Regions from separate parts of the Danio rerio genome. Here region 1 is linked to region 2. Evidence: chromatin contacts called from public HiCAR-type data. All regions are on one chromosome and are shown on one strand. Each heading gives the region's core, a stretch centred on a gene start, on an enhancer-like site or on the middle of the called end of the contact. The rest is flanking DNA. Distances are from core to core; before and after follow the strand shown. Region 1 overlaps adgrg6 (adhesion G protein-coupled receptor G6). Region 2 has its middle 120 kb from the start of nmbr.

Region 1 (5,934 bases), core at 2,303-4,802, 270 kb before region 2:
GGTCTGCTCTCTGGCCATCTATAGTGGACTGGGAACTCATCTGCCTGACAATTTTCTGAGGAAAAGCAGAAACAGCATTTTGTTGTTGACCCATTGAGACATTTTAGCACTTATAGTTTGATTATTTAGGCTACAACTCCTTAACTGTCAACCCTGTTTTTTAAATTCAGACTTGAACAAGATGTACTGTATGATATAGTATATATTCATATGATATATTTAAGTTTGTTAAGATGAGTTCAAGTTTTTTCATTCATTAATTTTCTTTCGGCTTAGTCCTTTTATTAATCAGGGGTCACCACAGCGGAATGAACCACCAATTTATCCAGTATATGTTTTACAAAGTGGATAAAGTTTCAGGACAAACTCAGTACTGGGAAACATCCATACAAACTCATTCACACACACATACACTATGGCCAATTTAGTTTATTCAATTCTCCTATAGCACACGTCTTTGGACTGAGGAGGAAACAGGAGCACCCAGAGGAAACTCACATAAACAAGGGAAGGATATTATAACTTCATACAGCCGGGACTCAAACCAATGACCTTCTTGCTGTTGGGTGACAGTGCCAACCACTCAGCCACCGTGCCACCCTGAGTTCAGGTTTATAGTTTGTTCAAATTAAAAAATCTGTTTTATATTACACAAAAAATAGCTCCACTCAAGGCCTTACTGACAGAACTTTGCACACTTAGTTAATTTAAATGCCATATTTACTAAACAGGGAAACATGCAAAAGGTATAAAGGTACAGAAAATATAAAAACAAAACAGTCCCTCCTTTGGTTAAGACATGTCTTTGGCTCATATAAGAGAAATACACTGACTAAAGCGAACCGTAGTAGTTGTTTTTGGATTATTTATTTAAATCCCCTCTTTTTATTAACTTTTCAAGTCAGTGAAACTCCAACAAATGCACACACAATAACAGTACTGAAATCTGGAGCTTATCTAACAAAATAACTTATGATATTGGTCCAAAAACTAGTACACCCAAATTTATATGTTATAGAAAAATATTAAATTCAAATTTTAAAAAGAGGAAAAAAGCAAAAAAATAAATAAATAAATTGAAAAATTGAAAAATTTTGTTGAAATTTTGTAGGTTGTCATTTATTTTTGCAATATTTTGCTTAAATTTATTGTATTATCTTTCAATTTCTAAATATGTTTGGTGACTAAAATAACATTTTAATCAACATCTGTTTTACAAATCTGTTTTGTTTAAATTCACTACAATCTATTGCCTATATTCACTGAGGAATGGATAAAAATATGCATTTTCAAAAAAGAGAAATGCATAACTCAATTATGAGCATAGCTCAATTATGCTGAGCACTGTATATCTCATCTTTAATGACTTCAAAATGCACTTATAGGTATCAAGACAAATACAACATTACCTATATTTAAGAAGAGCTCAGTAATATTAATTTGTATTAATTCATATTAATTAAAACACTAAAAATATCACGTTATTAAACAATATCCAAGCAAAAATACTCATTATTTATGGTTACTGAATTGTCACTGTAAAGCATGCCATACCCATTAAGTTCACGGTAACACTGTCTAAAGTCAAGCCATTTCCAATAGCAGGGGCACTTCTCAGCATGCTCTCAATCTCCACCTCTGCCAGATTCACATCGGTGGTATTCTTATACACCAGTAGCGCCAAGTAGATTTGTCTGTGAAAAATGCAATATCACATCAACAACAAATCTGTTTCGATAGATTAGCAAAAAAAAAATATATATATATATGCATATAAATAGGCAGTAACACTTTATTTTGATGGTCCATTTGCTGAATTTAAGTTGCCAGCTTAAATTGTTGAAATTAAGTTGTTGAGTTTAACATGCCAACGAATTCTCATTAGATTACAAGTAGACTGTCAGGTTGGGGTTGGGGTTAGGGATAAGGGTTAGTGTAAGCTGACGTGTACTTGCAAAGTTTCTTATAGTCAGTTAAACATCTGTTGAAGGAGCAGTATCAACAGATATTAAGCAGACAGTCTAACACTCAACTGGACCAATTAAATAAAGTGTTACCAATTAGCCTAATGGAATATCTTTTTAATAAAAATATAAATAAGCAGTCTGAAATGTTTTACCGTGTGGTTGTGATCCTTGAGAGAACAGTGATAAGCTGAAGACTAAAAACTCAAATGGTAAAAGTCATTAGTTAAAGAAAAAATGAATGTTTACTGTTATAATTAGATTTTTAAAAGAACCATACCTGATGCCATCAACATAAACTCTATACATCCAGTTCTGAAATGTCTGATTGAGCTGTAAAACATCAAAAAACATGTGTATAATAATTTAAGTGTAAAATAAAAGTCTATAATAATTTTCAGTAGCTTTGTAACAGCCATTTAAAATGCATTTAACAGTAAAAGAAAACAAATATATAAGAAAAGTGTAAAAATATACCCATTGAGATATTATCGCCGTAGCATCTCTATCTGGAGTTTGTTCATCAGTAACCACAAGGGTTGATCTGTAGAAAATATCCTCTGTAATAGTAGATAAAGAAATTTTTAGTTGCACGTCAAAAAAGGTATTTAATTCACTTGCTTTATTTCTGTGATGCATAGCAGTAGTCTATGTCTTGGTAATTACCAAACAGATCTTAAAATCAGTCTGCTAAACCAAATCAACCCAAAGTCTTACATAAACAAGTTCAGTATAGAGGATTTGCCATTAATCACATTCTCGGTACATGAAGCAATGCATTTTGAGAGCTACTGCTATGCTGCACTTCTACCACAAGATGGCTCTCATGTATCTTGAGTTGTTAGTGCTGGACTACTTTATGATGCAGTACTACACCATGCCAAGGCTTTCTTAGGAGACTCCAGATATAATAACATTTCAAAAACTGACTTCACAAATTGAAAATATGAGACAGCTTCTTAAGATAGCACACTGTACTTTCAATCCACACAAGGATTCTCTCGTAAAATTGTCAGAGAGCAAATCCTTCTTGAAGTAAAACTAAAATGGTCAAGGTGAAATAAATGATTAAATATGGCAGTCTCCTAAGAAGGAAGAATGATATAAATCTGGATAATTTCAAGAGAGCTATGCACTCGATCTGAGTGAGCAAATCAGTACATTAAGAGGGCTGAAAATCAATGATTGTCAGAACTGGCTATGGTTAATATACTCTAGTAAATCAAATAGGATTTTAATCTGCACAGCAAGAAGACCCTCATTTTTCCCCACAATTGGGTAACCATCATTCTACGATTCGTTCACTTGCTCAGAAAGTCAGGATTCAGTAATAAAAGAAACTATTTCTCTTTCTAAGGTCTAGATCGTTATTGGAAAACATACTGTTCCCGGCTGAAAGTCCACACAGACATGTAATATGAAAGGGAGCTTTACATGGACATGGGGCCAGTTCATGAGGGTCTGTAGTGGTCCCATTGGTGGCACCAGCGTGCACCGAGCCAAAACTTGGGATGACTCCATTGGCTGGGGTGGCGGCTGTGCCATTTGTTGGGACAAAAGGCTGGTCGTCAATAGCTGGAGTCGGATGCGTCTTGGTATCTGTGGTGGCGGGTTGAACAACGAGCACATTGTGGCTGTGGCTGGAGGGGTTTGCTGATTCATTCTTGGCCCAAAATGGCCACTTTGTTGTTGAAGAGTGGACATGTTTAGCGTCCAGCAGGTCTTCACTGTAGCCGCTTGAGATGTGTATTGATTTGGATGGTTGAAAGACTGAAATGGAGGCAGTCCATTCAAGTACTGATGGCATGCTGCTTATAGAAGTGTGAAATTGATGAAGAGGAGTGTTTGGTGGTGTATGAGATGACAGATCTGCATAAGTCATAGTTATTTGCAAATGAGGTTGAGTGTGGAATGGTTCAATTGTGTGCATATTTATTTTAAACAATTCATAGTCTTGAATAGTGTTCGAAATCTGCTTTTTCTTAAATGACTTAGAGACATCTGGGATGTTCAGAGTTGTTTTTAAGGGCCATGTGGTAGGGGTGGCTTCAATGTATTTGTGGGTTGTACTGCTGATTCGAGTGTAAGCACTAGAAATAATAAATCTATCATGGTAAACCTTCTCTTTAGAGCGAGAAGGAAAGACATTGCCTGGTTCTATGAAGTTAGAAATGTCTATTGTCTCTGACTGATATCTGAATTTGGTTTCATAAGGTGAGGCCTCATCTGGTCTATGGTTTCTTATTGAATTGAGGAAATGTGAGGGAAATATTTCAGTTGATGAAATTTGGGAACTTTCCCTGTCAGCTGTGGTGTTGGCTGACCATGTCGATGTGACCATGCCACGTACAGAGTCCAAAATGTTGAGGGAGGGCAAACTGGGAGATATATTAATCCTCTCTGCTTTAGTTTGGGCATCTGAATTAACGGGCCAAGACTGAGAGCCTCTCTGTTCATCTGTCAGGGCCACCGCAGAACTGTTTGGTAATTCTGAACTAGCATTGACAGAAATATGAGGCATATGTGACAAGTCCCTCAGATCGACCTCTGAAGGATTAACATCGCCTTGCCTGCTTAAGCCTCTGAAAAGGGTCTCTGGCAATCTGTGTATAAGCGACGGCTCCAGCGCCAGAGGTGACTCTGATTTGGACCAGCTGCCGTCTACTGACGTAGAAATGCCACCTGCGATGCTCGGATACAAAGTGAAAACCCTAGAATTTGGGAATTGGCTGGAGTGAACGACTTGAGGGTTTTCAGAGAGGATAAACTGATTGTTCATTGAGGGTAAAACCAGGTCAGTGTTGTTTTTGGGATCTGAGATAAAGAGAATTTGGGCTGAGCCAGGTGTCAGAGATGGGAAAACATCAGTGTGCGGCAAGGAAGACAACGGACTGGGTCTGATGGCCTGTGTCATTAAGAAGTCACTTTGAACCCCTTCAGTAGGCATTGAACTCTGAGGCTCAATAAGAGTGGCAGCGCTGTGGGTTGAATCCATAAGCAGTTCAGCCACTGGCTCGACACTATGAGAGGGGGAGAGAGAGGAGATAACAAGTGTCTCTGTTGTGAGGGTATAGCTGCCTTGAGGAGTGAGAGGGCTCGCTGCCAAAGGCTCTATGAGTAAAATAGTTTGATTGGGGAGATAGTCGAAAGAGCTCTGTTGGGAGGCTGATGAAAAAAGAAAAGGGGTGGTATCGGTTAGACTATAATCAGTTTCTGACAAGTTTGTCCTGCCGTAACCTTTTGTTAAAGATTCCATCTTGCCATGTGTAACCATTGTGGACTTTTTCTGATCATGTTGCACATCTTTAACAGTGTCCTTGGTGGCAGTTTCCTTCGACAGGCCCCAGGCCACGGTGCTTGTTAGCTTTATATCCACAAGGTGTGTGGGCGACCACTCTGGTGGTGCTGCTGTTTGGCCAGGGAGACTCTTGAGCTCAGACTGGATCATTTGCACACCTGTTACTCCCGGACTCATTGAGGAGGAAGGGATAAGTGTCCAGCTGCTGTCTGTCTCCAGCCGTTCTGAGACCTGTGCCAACTCTGACATAGCCCAAGGTAAACTAAGGTCTGAGTGACTTTCTAAATGTTCCTGTTTGCTAACAGCCTGTCTCACCGGTGCAAAACTTGTAGTGTTGACAGTAGGCACACTTTCTATTTCTAGGAAAGACATGTTGTGGGGGGTGGCAGGGGCCAAGCTTTCATCCAGGGAGTAGGTGGAATCAAAGTCAAACAGGCTGAAGACATCATCATCCAAGTCAATGTCATAAAAAAACGCCTCTGGTCCAAAACCAGATGGGTAATCGAGTATCTCTGTGAGGTTTTTGTCACTGTCACTCACAACCACTTGGGGAGCTATTGGCTTATTCTTACGATTACTGAGTGACGCCACCTGGAAAGACTCAAAGTCTTCAGTCTGATTGTGAGCGTCTGGTTGCCATGGAGGCTTCACCTGGGAATAGGCCGGCCTCAT
Region 2 (6,653 bases), core at 822-3,321:
ATAAATGACGCTTAAAGGCTGTGTTTAAAAAAAATTTGCGATCTTATCTAAAATATTATTACGACAAATTCTAAACGTTGTTGAACTATGAATTCATGGCTGAAAAATTAAATGTATCAATGTAATTAGAATAATTTATTAATCATTTGCTCTAATGTAGAGTTAATGCTTAACAAATGATGAATTAATAATAACTTGCTAATGCTTAATAAGTGACTCAAAGTGTGCAGTTGTTATAAAGTGTTACCAATCTTAATGTATAGTTTGTGTGAACTATGTCTTTAAAGGGCTGCAAATTGTTTTCCCCAAACTTTAAAAATGGTTCTCTCATATGTACATGCTGTACATTGATTCACTAATACTACACAGAAGTGTGTTGTAAAGTACATTGTTTACTTATTATGTAATTTGTACATTCATTTTAAACATACATGCTTGAGATACATATGTGGCATGAGAGCACATACACTGTAAAATATATATTATTATTACTATTAATTCATTCATTGATTAAGAATATAATTTTAAGTTTAAAAAAATGGTAATTTCACAATTGGCCACACTTTATTTTAATTGTCTGTTGAATTTAATTTACATTGCATCTACATAACAACAAATTTGGGGTTGGGGTTAAGTTGTACTTAAGTTGCTTAAAGTCAGTTATATATCTGTTGAAGCAGCTGTATCAACAGATATAAAGCAGACATTCAACTAACACTCAAATGGACCATCAAAATAAAGTGTTAACAAATATTACTCCTAAGCCTTTATTTCTCGTTGAAATAACTGATGCAGCATCCTGTTGCTAAATGCAGCATAAGCTGGACAGAAATTAAATGCATTCAATACTTATTTGAAACCGCAAGGGGGCACTGTTGAAACATCAATTGTTAAGCACTCCTGAAGTCTCAATAAACTCCAAAAAAGAGTTTTCTGTGATAAACTGCAAGGATGGGGGATGGTGACTGCTAAATAAACTGGTGAATATAAGTGTGTTTTACATTTCAGGAGGGAGAAACACATCTAAACTCCACTGGTCCTTAGCAAATCTACACCTAACATTATTGAGAGTCTACAACACACTTTTTTGACATATATTTACATATATTACCATATTTTAAAATATGCTCTAAAGATGCTGTATATGATATAATACGTTCAGACCAAAATATTGAGACAACGCAGGAAAATAGAGTAAATAAAACATTAAGAATTACAAACTCCTTTGTATTAAAAATATTCTAAAGTTTTGTGTTTAAATATGCCAATGAATCATTATTTAATTAAATACCTCTAGCACTAACATTTGATGATGATGATGATGATGATTTTCTATTTAATGCCATGTCAGCAACAAAGACTATTTTCATGGACATTTCAAGATTAATAAATGTACAATTAAAAACAATAAAAAAAATCACTTAAATTTGAACACTGGATGAAAGCAGTTTCAGAAATCGTTTTTTGGACATAGAGGTAAAGGTATTTACAGGTTTTTGCATTTACTAAATAATTATTAGTATGATGATGATGATAATTATTATTTATAGATAATTATTTATTATTATTTAGATAATGGTGATGAAGATAATGATGATGATGAAGATAATGATGATGAAAATACTATCAACATTTTTGATAGAATAAAATTTTGTATATAGTCAGGCAAATTATGAATGAACAAATAACCTCTGTAAAACTCTCAGAGTACACATAAAACTGAAGTCTGGTGCATAAATATAGAGTGTAATTGAAATTTACAGGTCAAAATTGACAAAGTGCAAAATAGGCCGAATTACGATGCTTTTATGTATACAAAAAAATTAAAAAAAGAGAAAAAAAATCCTTAATAAAAAGCCAAAATGACCAAAATCTCTAAATTGACAGGTGCATGAAAATATAGTGTCTCACCTTAAGATGGGAGTACAGTCACTGAAGTGTATGTATATGTGTACGTTGTGATTACCTTTGAGTGACCTGAATGTGAGCAGGGCACATCAACAAGCTTTATTCCTTTGTATCCTTGAACTCTGATTCCAAAGTTGCCTAGCAACAGTGCCAGTAACAGCTGAGCCAGCCTTGATCTTGTTGTTTAAACCATTACAACTAGGTGATGTGAGAAGTGGTACCATGGTAACAACAGTGCGTTTGAAGCAGGTGTTCACATTGGCACATGCCACAAAAAGCTTGGAAGGCCGTGTCTAAACATTTCGAGCCAAGTTGGTTTACAATATGCATTTTCAAGGTCAAAGGAAATTAACGTCAGTAATATTAATGAAAAAAAAATCACAAACAGATTTATCAATGTTTGCACCTTTGAATTAATTTGATAGACCAGTTAGTTTTACAAATGTAATCTACAGAAAATGCTGGGCAATTAATGTTTTGTGAATTTGTATTACTTATAATAATAATAATTATTATTTTTTTATTATTATTATTATTATTGATGTATAACAAATACAAAACTCAAATATAGCAAACATTTTTATAAAATAAAGAATTAATTAAATTGTAATAATTATTGATATTATATATTTACTTATTTAAAACATTTAAATAATAAAATAATCAAATATTATAATTATTATTATTATTATTATTATTATTATTATTATTATTATTATTATAGACTTATAAAAAGCTAAAAAACTGATTATATAATTAAATTATATATTTTTATAAAATAAAGAATTAAATAAATCGTAAAAATATTGATAATATTATTCATTTACTTAAAACATTTTAACGAACAAATAATTAAATATTATTATCATTATCATTATTATTACTATTATTATCATTATTTATTTATTAAAAAATAAAAAACTTAAATTGTATTATTAAATTATAAATTTTTTAAAATAAAGTATTAAATCGTAATAAATATTGATTATATTATATATTCAAATAATTAAAATTTAATGAGAAAAGTATTCAATATTATTATTATAATTATTATTACTATTATTATAGACTTATAAAAAGAAAACTAAAATTATAAAATTAAATTATGTATTTTTATAAAAATAATTAAATTGTAATATAAAACATATAATAATTAAATCGTAATAAATATTGATAATATTATATATGAAGGGGGCAGGGGCCACCACAGCGGGATGAATCGCCAACTTATCCAGCAAGTTTTTACGCAGCGGATGCTCTTCCAGCCACAACCCATCTCTAGGAAACATCCACTCATACACTACGGACAATTTAGCTTACCCAATTCACCTGTACCGCATTTCTTTGGACTGTGGACCACTGCCTCCCTTTAATAAAACATTTTAATGATAAAATAATTCAATATCGTTTTTACAATTCTTATTATTTTTATTATTATTATTATTGAAAGAAAGAATATTATATTAAAGAAAGAAAGAAAGAAAGAAAAAGAAAAAATAAAGAAAAAATAAAGAAAGAATCAATGAGGTCATTAAAACCATTAAATAAATAAATAAATAAATAAATAAATAAATAAATGTAATTGGCACTTGCACAAAGTCTGACTTAATTTGTCTATTAATCAGATTCATTGTTGCCATATTGAGCACAAAGGGAAAGCCAATGGCGTTTGCCCTTCAGACATGTTTGTTTGAGCTGATTTGAGCACTGCATGTGTTCAGAGATGGAGCGTCCACTCAGGTATGATCCAAATCATCTCTTTTCTTCTAAAGAGCACCTGCACACCTCCAGTCGCATTCGTTTAGCTGTGCCTTCCAGCCATGAAGCAATGATACCAGATCACTGTTTGTGGCACTTTCAATTCAATTTCAGCAACCCTCGATCAAGCGTCATTAGCGAGTCATTTCTCCTGGGATTAGGTGCTAATGATTGCGGAAAACCGATATACTCTTCCATCAGTTCCTGTCATGTTTTCATGACATCTCATAATTGCTCTAGCAAGAGAAATTTAGTCCAAGTGCTGCATTGGCTGTTTTTTAAAAACACATTAGTCTATACGGTTTTTTAATTTTCTATGTGCTCAAGTGTTTTTTTGTTTTTGTTTGTGAAAAGCAGATCTGGTTTAAAGAATCGAAAAACAAGTCATTTAATATGCTCCACCAGTCTCGTTCTCAAGGGAGAGTTCATCTAATAATAAATAGTCTGTTGTTATTTACTCACCCTCATGCTTTTCCAAAACTTAATTTTCTTCTCTAAAAGATAAGTACAAATTAAATTAAATTAAATTAAATTAAATTAAATTAAATTAAATTAAATTAAATTAATTTAAATTAAATTAAATTAAATTAAATTAAATTAAATTAAATTAAACTAAATTACAATAAATTTGGCGGATAATAATATTAATAATAATAATAATAATATTAATAATAATAATAATTATTCAATTATTTTTTAACAATTAGTGCATAATAAACTGATAATAACAAAAAATAATATTGTTGTCAATCAGAATCCTTAACTTAACTAAAAAAATAAAAATAAAAAATGTATATTAGTTTTATTTTTTACTCAGTTACCACAATTTTTAAACAATTGTTGTAGAATAAAAGTGATAATAATAAAAAAAATAATATTGCTGTCTATCAGAATGATGAACTCAACTGAATAAAAAAAAAATTATAAAATATAAATGAATAAGTTGAAAGTTCATTCCACTGTGGCGACCCTGGGTTAATAAAGGGACTAAGCCAAAAAGAAAATGAATGATTAAATGAATAAAAGTAATTTAATAATCATATCCCCACATTGAGTAAATTATGACAAAATCGTTTAATAAATATTCAATTATTGGATGATGCTTCACTTCTGTTTATCACATTTTAACGTGGAGATTTTTCACCAAAATGAATGTAGAATATTCCTCATACAGATAACACACAGTACAGTACAATGCCACGTGAAAGCAACAAAACAATCATATTAACTTTATCATCAACAGTACCTGATTTTGTATAAAATAATATGTACACTAATCATAATGTAGAGACATCAGGACAAAATCATAAATAAATATGATATACCACTTAGCCTTCCTTACAAAGCTCCAATCTCTGGTGTGTTTCAGTTGTACATTAAAGCAAAGAGTCCATGATTCACATCAACAGTCTCATTTGCAGAACAATGTGAGGTGGTTGACATATGTGTGCAGAGATTCTGTTAGTCATCGGGTCCAGATGATTCACAGGGTGAATGTGGCAGATCTCTCTGCTGGCAATCGCTCTTCTCTACGGGATGCAATACTGTTTCTAACACGTGCCTCTGGACACATGATCTAAACTTAGGCCTATACAGCAATACAGCAATACAGCAACAATCATGTCAAGCCAAATCTGCTTTTGAAGGCACAAACAGCCTTTTTATGCACCTGACAGATTTGGGGCTTTTTTGACTTTCATAAAGTCCCACTTTAAGGTAAAGAAAATATCCAGAATACACCTATGGAGTTTCTTTTGTGGCATTTTGTCAATGTGTGTCTGTAGACTTCAATTACAATATTTCTGTCATGACAACTCTCAGGGAGATTTGGAATTGTACTGAATGTGGCAATGCTGATATGTTTGGTCTTGGCAGCATAGATCTGCTACACTGCTGCTGCTTTGATTATTGGTGTAGAACAAGTACAGAGACTTGCTGCAGCCAATGTATTTTCAAATACACTGTATTTGAGAATATAACATATCACCTGCAAAAATGACATGTGATACAGGTGATTTAATTAAACTAAATTGGCCATAGCATACGTGCGCAAACGACTATGTATGGATGTTTCTCAGTACTGGGTTGCCGCTAAAAGGGCATCCGCTGTACAAAACATATGATGGATAAGTTGGTGATTCATTCCGCCGTGGCGACCCCTGATGAATAAAGGGACTAAGCTGATGGAAATTGAATAAATGAACGGATAATGTACTGTACTCTGTGTGCCTTGGCTACCTTACCAACCAGCCTAATACTGGAGTGCTAGATTATGGGTGCCATCGAATGGCTAAACAAAAATGGAAACCCTCCTGGACCCCCTGATGGAGAACGGCCCTCCAAGACCAAGATTTGGCACACTTGTACTAGAACATGTATGCCTTGGCTACCTTATCAACTGGCTTAAAACTGGTGTAGTACTAGAGTATGTGTGCCTAGGCTCCCTTTGACAAATGACTTGACACTAATGTACCAGACTATGCATACCTTGGCTACCTTGCCAGCCAGCTTAAAACTGGTGTTCTAGACCAGTGATCCTCAATCACTGTGCCGCGGACCGGTACCGGTCCATAGATCAATTGGTACTGGCCCACACAAAAATTAATTTTTTCAGTTTTATTTATTATTGGAGTCTGAACGATCTTTTATTTTGAAAAATTACCATATTCTCTCCCTTGCATCTCGGTCACTTGAGCGCCCAAATTTAACCCACAAGCAGCAAAATGAGTAAAAAAAGATGTCTTTGGAAAGTTTCTGTGCCAAGGGGAAAAGGCCTAGTAAAGAGATCGCAAACTGCCAATGAATAGATCCACAACCTATTTGTCAACAAATCTGTTGTCTGCAAGAAGCTCAACTGCAGGAGATCGCAAACGACAGCAGCCTTTTAGAGGTCATTCACATATCGCGTCTCTCCTAGGGTTTGCACAAGTTCGTTATTTCCAATGGAGGTGCACAGCTTTTAGGTGCAAGCATCGTAACACGCTTAC

Evidence for each region. HiCAR-type assays count read pairs that join an accessible place to other places.
Region 1: a HiCAR-type map of caudal fin shows a contact between it and region 2, with 6 times the contacts expected there. The contact joins two enhancer-like sites. A contact is called at or near these places in 3 of 18 Hi-C or Micro-C datasets (caudal fin, embryo and an unstated tissue) and 1 of 4 datasets of contacts at active chromatin or transcription factors (caudal fin).

What each region holds. Positions count from the first base shown.
Region 1 is chr20:40,708,554-40,714,487 of GRCz12tu, reverse strand. It overlaps adgrg6 (adhesion G protein-coupled receptor G6), which reads right to left. Exons shown (of 24, transcript NM_001369129.1): 6 at 2,442-2,524; 7 at 2,245-2,297; 8 at 2,120-2,134; 9 at 1,555-1,694; 10 at 1-55. Among named protein-coding and RNA genes, the nearest start is that of trnaf-gaa, 22 kb to the left of the region's middle. Within about 2 kb of position 3,552, at least 5 of the 62 cell types and tissues checked have an H3K27ac peak or open chromatin away from gene starts, as enhancers often do.
Region 2 is chr20:40,436,244-40,442,896 of GRCz12tu, reverse strand. It overlaps a transcript of gje1a not described here. Among named protein-coding and RNA genes, the nearest start is that of nmbr, 120 kb to the left of the region's middle. Within about 2 kb of position 2,071, at least 4 of the 62 cell types and tissues checked have an H3K27ac peak or open chromatin away from gene starts, as enhancers often do.